2 separate regions of the Rattus norvegicus genome follow, and region 2 is linked to region 1. The links are chromatin contacts, called in public Hi-C maps. All regions are on one chromosome and are shown on one strand. Each heading gives the region's core, a stretch centred on a gene start, on an enhancer-like site or on the middle of the called end of the contact. The rest is flanking DNA. Distances are from core to core; before and after follow the strand shown. Region 1 overlaps Gng12 (G protein subunit gamma 12). Region 2 has its middle 120 kb from the start of Gadd45a.

What was found. Hi-C and Micro-C count contacts between places; a contact is called where the count stands out from the background.
Region 2: a contact with region 1 is called in a Hi-C map of hepatocytes, with 2.5 times the contacts expected there. The contact joins two enhancer-like sites. A contact is called at or near these places in 4 of 12 Hi-C or Micro-C datasets (hepatocytes, kidney and liver).

Annotation. Positions count from the first base shown.
Region 1 is chr4:97,432,116-97,436,500 of GRCr8, forward strand. The region is part of intron 2 of Gng12 (G protein subunit gamma 12); the gene reads left to right. Among named protein-coding and RNA genes, the nearest start is that of Gadd45a, 52 kb to the right of the region's middle. Within about 2 kb of position 2,731, at least 17 of the 93 cell types and tissues checked have an H3K27ac peak or open chromatin away from gene starts, as enhancers often do. A contact at or near this core is called in hepatocytes, where this site is marked.
Region 2 is chr4:97,601,295-97,605,649 of GRCr8, forward strand. No RefSeq gene overlaps it. Among named protein-coding and RNA genes, the nearest start is that of Gadd45a, 120 kb to the left of the region's middle. Within about 2 kb of position 2,202, at least 5 of the 93 cell types and tissues checked have an H3K27ac peak or open chromatin away from gene starts, as enhancers often do. A contact at or near this core is called in hepatocytes, where this site is marked.

The DNA.
Region 1 (4,385 bases), core at 1,481-3,980:
ACAGATAAGCGAACACATGACTTGTGTTCTGAGAAAACTTTATTCACCAAAGGAAACTGACAGTAGACTAGAATCAGCCCAGTGGTTGTAATTTGTAGACCATTGCTCCGTACGAATGAGGGAAAAATACAGACGTCCTATTTTCCATTCTTTCACTGCTCGAGCAACAGTGGTAAAAAAAAAACATGCACAGTCCTCTCTAGCAAATTGACCTCATTTGTTCTGCCCACTCAGGGTAATATGTAGTTCTTACAAGCTTTGTGGAGTACAGAAAATATATAAATATACATACACATGTATGTATATATATATACACATACACACCCACACATATATATTCCTAAATTGTTTTATATACCAATAAATTCCTCAAAGTTTTGTACCCTCTGGTACAGCCTGTCCAACTGGTATGCTACCACATACAATTCTATATTTGAGAATTTCTTTTAATCCTTATATTTTATTTTCAGTAAATAATTTTTTAGTGTCTGGCTCAGTGCACATGTCTTGGATTATAATTACTGTGAGTTAGAATCACCATGTACAGAGATATAACTGTGGCTGTGTGGGCTGTGACATGTGGTACTGTGGCTTGAACAGAGCCCTGAGTAGTCTAGCTAGGCAAGCATGCTACTACCACTGAGCTATAGTGCTAGACCCCAGTTTTATGCTGTTGGGAAAGAATTGAAACAGTGGCTCTATCACAGCTCTAAGTCCTCCTGGGCCGTTGTGAAGGTCCGGTGCCAGGTGATTTTCATGAGTAGGCTCTGAAAATTGAAGTCAGGTGTATTCCCACCCTGGGCTGGCTTGCTCTAGTTTGCAGAATTGGAAGCCTAACACTTTCACCTCTGTGCTGTTCATCTGATATTTAGACCCAGAGGGCATCATATGAAGTCAATCCCCATCCATTCGTTCATATAACACCCTGCCTCACTGGTGTGGGCTTGCTCTCTGTGCTGTTGTCTATTCCTGTAGGTCTCTTAAGGGTAAGAGCTGTTCAGTAACCCGGGTTGAATTAAGATCACATGGCCCCTGTGGTGAATTGTCTGTCTGTGTTACCTTCATCAGGAAGATGTCAGGTGGAAGTCCTTCAGGTGTGGGCATTTAGGCTAATGATTTTACAATTCAGAAAAGAATATGCCACAGGAGAGAGCTTTTTGGCAATCATGACAGGAATGTATCCCAAGATTTGCCTTTCACAGGGAGGTTTGAAGTCTTACACAGGCAGGAGGAGCTGAGTGACCAGAGCTCCAGGGAGAATTCATGGCTGGAAATATAGGGAGGGTTTAGGATCTCGGTTAAGAGCATGTGTGTGTGTGTGTGTGTGTGTGTGTGTGTGTGTGTGTGTGTGTGTGTGTGTGTGTGTGTGTGTGTGTGTGTGTGTAAGTTAATCTGTAGCTATTGCACAATGAATTTAGCTTAGTGCAAACTAAAATTACTAACTGAAAATTTGCTTCATTGTTACAAACAAAATACAAAAACTACTGGTTTCTGATGAAATCGGATCGACCTTTTAAGGTCTTATAAATGATGGCTGGTTACTGCCAAGAGCAGAGAGTGTTTGCAGAGTACACACAGGCTGAATACCATCTTAAAAATACAGCTATGACTCAAGATGTTACTACAGCTGTTTGTCCTCACACATGATTATCAATAAGTTTCAAGAACAGTTGTCAAGGGAAAGGACAATTAGTGTTTTTACAGATTTCATATTAAAATATATGAGAGGCACTGATGTCTCAGTTTACTACTACAGAAAGGAAAGAAGAAATGACCAATGAACTGAGTAAATCATCCAGCTGACTGACAACTGAGCCTGGATTGACCCGGTGGTGGTGGTGGTGGTGGTGGTGGTGGTGGTGGTGGTGGTGGTGGTGGTGGTGGTGGTGGTGGTGGTGGTGGTGGTATTTGATTGTTTTTATTTGTTTCTGAGACTGTGTAGCCCTGGCTGTCCTAGAACTCACTCTTGTAGATGAGAGCTCCTGCTGCCCCTGCCTCCTGAGTGTTGGGATTAAAGGCTTGTGCCACCATCACCCAGCTGGGCCTGGGTTTCTTGAAGGTTCAGCCACCAGAGTGCCAATTGTATTTTGACTCTCTTTAGACCATAAATTTATGTTGTTATAGAACAAAAGTCATTTATAGTGGGTCTTGAAATTGTTTTAGTGATTTATTTTGCCAAATGTTTTTATGAGCATTTTAATGAGACCTTGCTTTAGCAGATTGCAAAACCTACTTGCAGTTTGCCAAACCCCTTCCATTAGTGACATAGAAGTCTAAGTAGCACAGGAAAGGCTGCTAAAGTCGGATTTTCAGTAATCAGTAGAGTAGTGCTTGTGTTGAAAATTGAGATTTGATTTTAGGTGCAAAATCATTTTGTAAAGCCTGTGTGGAATTTCAGGAGGGGACAGGAGTAGTTAGTTCTTTGTAAGCTTTAGTAACTAAGCAGATGTTAGCCATGTTCACCCCTGCAAGCAAGTTTACACGTTTGCAAAACAGAGGTGAGACCTTTCCCTTGTAGCATTGATCTGGACATTGAATGCCTGCAGGAATGACCCTGGGAGAGACAGGCCTGCCATCCTACACATGAAGAAACAGAAACCAATTGGAAGTGGCCCAAGGATTCAACCCCAATCCCCTAGGTTTTAATCTTCCACCCCATGCCCTGGCTCCTGAGGTTGCTGGCTGACTCCCCAGGCTGCTCTTGCCAGCGAATTGTCTGTTCTTGCCACATGGATGGGTTCCCTGGCAGAGAAGGTGACCCATGAGCCACTCACTGTTCCTGGGGTTGGCATCATGAGTCTAAGCCTGCAGAGCTCAGCAAGTTCCACTGAGAAGCCACCCTGACAGTTCCATTGTGCACACAGCCCTGCTCCCCAGCCGCTGGGCCCCAGCTCACCGCCCTGTGTTCTTACAATAGTAAAACACCAGAAGCACAGTTTGGTGTGGGGAGCTTAGGCACTCTAACCCACTGAGGGCAAATCACTTCTGATGCCTGTGCTCATGTTAGCTTTGAGAAAAGTGGCCTTCTACTCCAGCCTTGCCTGCTTATTGCTTGACTGGTTTACTTTTCTGTTAGCTTTCACATGTTTGTCAGGTATGAGACCAAAAGAAGTGGGGGCAGGGTAAGTATGAATGTGACATGTCTGGGAGTCAACCCCTCTAAACAAACCCCCAGAGCACCTTTCCAAGGTGATGACCATAGATGAATGTACCCCATAGATTTAATGTCATTTTCTGCTCAGCAATGATAATTTATCCCTCCAAAATTGACACACGTCTTACTGTACACAGTAGCCCATGAGCTTAGCTTGTCCCTTCTGAAGGACATCTCCCTCCGTTTCCTCTCGGGGCATTAGTCCATGTCCTGTCTGTGTCTATCACAATGTCAAAGGACTTCCTTTGTCAAAAAATTGAGCTCTTCTAAAAATGTTAGTTTTGTTATTTTATAATTATTGTGTGTGTGTGTGTGTGTGTGTATGTATGTGTGTGTGTGTGTGTATACATAAGTGGAGGTACCCTCAGAGACCAGAATTGCCAGATCCCTGGTGCTAGAGATGTTGTGAGCTACCTGTCATGGATGTTAGGAATGAACTTGGATCCTATAGAAGAGTACTACATACTCCAAACTGCTGAGCCATCCAGCCCTATCTGTATTCTTGATTGTGTGGCATTCCTTATCATCATAAGAGATTGTCTGCCTTCAATCACATGGCATTCTCGATCAGGAGAGCTCTTCTGTTGAGATCTTGGATCCAGGCACATTAAGGTCTTCTTTAAAGAAGGGTGTATTTTAAATTGTGTGAAAAGTGTGTAGGCAAGGGATGGAGTATGTTACAGCTAGTCTAAGAAGGCGGCGTAAGATGGTGCCGGTCACATATACTGTGGAAGCAGAGGTACCTGTTTTCCAATCCTGTATGTGCTACTCCATAGGTACTCCATAGGTAAAACATCTTAGCATACCATGCCTCACAGGCTTCATCCATGTAACAGAAAGAATTTAGAGTGACAGCATGTATTTGGAGAAACTTTGTGAGGATCAAATCAGTCCAGGTACCTAAAGAAACTCATCAGCATTGTGCATGTAGAGAAGTTGTCGCTCCTATGAAGCAGAGAGAGTCAAAACGCGTGCCTCTTGTGGATGCTCACCAAGATGCTGCTTCACAGATCTTGAGAAAACACAGGAGGAAATCATGTCCCCATTTACTCTCTAGCTGTCTGGTCCCTTCTCTGCCCCTTTCCCCATCTGACTGCTCCAGAGAGTTCTTTCAAGCTGTGCTCTGATCTAGACCATAGGTCTTTGCCCTTGAGTCAGGATTAGCATTCACCTCTCCAGGAACAGAGGGTAGCTGTCATGGTTAGCCACATGATATAGGTGGCCCAACAGA
Region 2 (4,355 bases), core at 952-3,451, 170 kb after region 1:
TTTTCAGTGTCTTAGCAGAATGGCCAATCGTTCTTCCTTTCAGATTAGCAAATTAGCAAACAGTGAGAGCTTTATAGGAATCAGTGCAATGACTTGGTCAGCACCAGTTTGGCCTGGATGATTCCGGAAATCACCTGAGTAGTTAAGCCAGCTGTGTTCCCACTGGTGTGTTGCTTTGGCTGTTGCCAGAAATAGTGCCAACCTGAACATTTTTAACGGATGTATTCTTGGCACTGAAGCCCGCACTATCTTCAAGGAAAACTTTACTCTAAGCCCCATGGGACATTTCAACAGATTTTGACTAGATCAAGAGCAACCAGCATATTGACTTTGAGAACCCTAGCCTCCACTTTGCACAGGGACAGTACGAAAGCTCTAATTTTATAACTATCCTGGAAAGGCTGGTAGGAGGAAGCCATCTAAAACTTACAGCAATATGGTTCCATCACTGCCATCTTCATGGGTGACATTCTACCTCTTTCCTGACACTGAGGCCAGACCAGTCAGACTTCAAAATAAAGCCGTCCCTGCAGGACAGTCAAGGGCTTTCTATAACAGTGCCTCCATAGATCATGGCTCCTGTGACAGTAGCAGCCTTTAAATAATTTCTCATCTCTCTTTCCATATACCTGACCTTGAATTACTTGACTACTTCTGCAAACCACTAGACCACCAGGATACAGATACTTACTGTGTCCCTCTGAAGCCCAGGCAGATCATGCTTATCTTGCCTCAACTGGAAGTTTCCAGGATTAAAGAAAGGATGAGGGGAGAGAGACAAGATGTGAAGAAAGAAAAGACAGGAGCCACCAATGTGAAACCACACCTATAGTATAATTTGAAGACAGGAAGAAACTGGTGGATGTCAAGCTTAGAGAAGAAATAGCCTTATATGACTTTTCCTCTCCTATTTTGCTAGAGAAAACAGCCTCACGAAGTTATCACATGAGAGTGGTACCCAGTGCAAGCTTGGCTCTGGTGAAGACAGGGTGTTGTTTCAACCCTTTTCAAGAAGACCTGGGCTCGGTCCTTACTGGGAAGCCATAGCTTAGAAAAGAAAGTCTTGGGCTGGAAAGATGACTCAGTGGTTAAGAGCACTGACTGCTCTTCCACAGGTCCAGAATTCAAATCCCAGCAACCACGTGGTAGCTCACCACCATCCATAAAGGGACCTGATGTCTTCTTCTGCTGTGTCTGAAGACAGCTACAGTGTACTCATATATAATAAATAAATAAATCTTTAAAAAAATAAAATGAAGGGCTGGAGAGATGGCTCAGTGGTTAAGAGCACCGACTGCTCTTCCAGAGGTCCTGAGTTCAAATCCCAGCAACCACATGGTGGCTTACAACCATCTGTAATGGGATCCGATATCCTCTTCTGGTGTGTCTGAAGACAGTGACAGTGTACTTATAAATAAATGAATCTTAAAAAAAACAAAACAAGCTTACCTAGGAAGCGCAAGGCCCTGGGTTCGGTCCCCAGCTCCGAAAAAAAGAACCAAAAAAAAAAAAAAAAAAAAAAACCAAAACAAAAATAAAAACGGGGGCTGGAGAGATGGCTCAGCAGTTAAGAGCACTGACTGCGGACTGACCCTGGACTCTGACCCCATAGGTAGCAATGAATATCCTAGTAAGAGCACCAGTGGAAGGGGAAGCCCTGGGTCCTGCTAAGACTGAACCCCCAGTGAACTAGTCTATGGGGGGAGGGCGGCAATGGTGGGAGGGTTGGGAGGGGAACACCCATAAGGAAGGGGAGGGGGGAGGGGGATGTTTGCCCGGAAACCGGGAAAGGGAATAACACTCGAAATGTATATAAGAAATACTCAAGTTAATTAAAAAAAAAAAAAAAAAAAAGAGCACTGACTGCTCTTCCAGAGGTCATGAGTTCAAATCCCAGCAACTACATGGTGGCTCACAACCATCTGTAACGAGATCCAATGCCCTCCTCTGGTGTGTCTGAAAACAGTGACAGTGTACTCGTCATATATAAAATGAATAAATAAAATCTTAAAATAAATAAATAAATAAAATGAAGAAAGAAAGAAAAGAATGTCTTTAGCTGCACCAGCCTTTGTGTCAGCCAGGCAGAGTGATACCATCTCAGCAGCTCCATGGTGAGTTGTTGTCCACTGCCCCGTGGATGAACCCCAACCTGATAACCTGGCTTGGCCTGAATTTTGGTTGTTGTATTTACTGGATGAGTCAGCTCAGCTCTCCTGACCCTGGCCTGTACTGTAATTAACCTGGCCATCACCATAGTGACTGGGTCAAAAGAGTCCAAAGCCTTTCTCTGACACCTGCCTATTCTTGGATAAATCATCTCATCAAGTATTGCACAAGAAGGTGTTACTCCTATAACAATCCACAACCCTTCCCTGGATTGCATTTTCCATAAAAATGTGAATGTGGTCTACTCCTGCTTAGTCAGTAAACTCCTCTGCATAAGCTCAGAGTCTAAGTCAACTTTGGTTCCCAATTTTCAGTGTGCTGCTGGTGGTGAGTGTTCATATGAACTCTGTGAAAAAGTGGACAAGAAATAAGCAAAGAGAAAATCATTCAAAACTAAAAGAGCACCACTGAAATTACTAAGGTGTCTTGCTATTTCATAAAGACCTAAAGTTAGTACACCTTTTACCACTAACAACATCCAGACACTTGCTGAAGGCCCGGATTCGTGCTGGGCGTCAGAAGACAACACTGATCAAGAAGATGTACTCCTAACTTCACTTCGCGTGCCTCCAGATTAATAGAGGAAACCAACATCAGGTAAGCTGTTGACCAAATGACACCCATCAGAATAAAAGAGAAAGTGCAGGCTTCTAGGGTGATATGCACAAGTCTGCTCAAGTCCCTGGGGTGCAGCCTAAAAGAAGCCTATGAATCAGCCATAGCAGGAGGAAACAACCATTTTGACCAGGAAGGATCTCTGTGCATCTGTGAATCAAATCCCCTGAAGGGTAGGAGAGGACAGAGAGACAGGACAGAGTGACACTATGTGACACTGGGAAGGACAGTTTGTCCCAGTCTTTCAGGGCACAGTGAGCTACAAACAAGAGTTGAAATTTTAATTAATGAGAAGACGAAACATTGGTATTGAGTGACTAACAAATGGCGACATCATATTTGTGTTTCTAAACAAAACAAAAACACAACAATAACAAAAAGAAACACACACACACACATCTGTCTGTTCTGCTAACACAACGAGAACAGGAAGAATGAATGTGAACACATAAGCCTATGGCATGTCCAAACTCAATAAACTGTACACATTAAACATATGCAATATGTGTCTTGGGATACATCAACCATCTATCAATAAAAACATAAAATAGGGGAGGGAATGAGAGGTGGAGACAGGAAGAGAGGGAGAAAGGAGCAAGGAGTACAAGAAGAGAGAACAGAAGATATGGTGTCAGGTAATGGTGTTGGATCAGAGTAGGGCTCTATGTGCCAACGGGACTGTTTTAGGCCTGGGTAAAGTCAACACACTTTTGGCTTGTGTTAGGCCTCAAACTCCAAAGGGCAGTGCATATGCCCAGAAATGACAGTCTAAGACAGTTCAAGCTGGACTACAGAAGGATTTTTAGCAGGTAATTCAGACCTGCGAATCAGGTCTCTGTCCGCCAAAAGGAATCATTTCCATTAACTTCCCTTGACTCCAGTGAAAGGGACATATGGCTCTCCATTGACACATACCTATGGTTACCTAATAAGCCCATATTGATCTTATTCACAGTTCTTGTTATGCATTTAAAAGTCCATGCTAGCCTCCTGGCTTTTCTTACCTCTCCAACTCTACTACACTATGCTATTTCCCAGGCTGTTGTAGTCTACTGGCTTCCCTGCTCCCAGATACGTATGTATCCTCTCTATAAAGGCAAGGTTTCCTCCCCACAGCCCTGATATTCTAGCTATTCTCTCTCTTGCTTGTCTAGCTTCTCTTGCAGATAGAACTGGCCATGTCTTGTCTGCTTCTTTTTCTCTCTGCTCTGGACTCTCCCAAATGCCTGCGGATGTTCTCTCTCTCCAGCTGTTCATTGGGTTAGCTGTGATAAAGAGCAAATAAAACAATGTGCTGCTCCGACTCCCTTCCAAGAAATTCCACCCCACTACATATACAAGGGACTTACTCAAGTGTCATTCATTAGCATTTGTAGTACCCTAGCAAGAGAATAGGAGGGAACGTGAACAGGGTTAAATAGTAATGGTTCCCATATACTCACATGTTTGAATACTTGACTCATAAGGAGTGACACTATTGGGAGGTGTGGCCTTGTTGGAGTAGGTGTGATCTTGGAAGAAGTGTGTCACTGTTGAAGGTGAGGGGAGTTTGAGATCTCCTATGTTTAAGC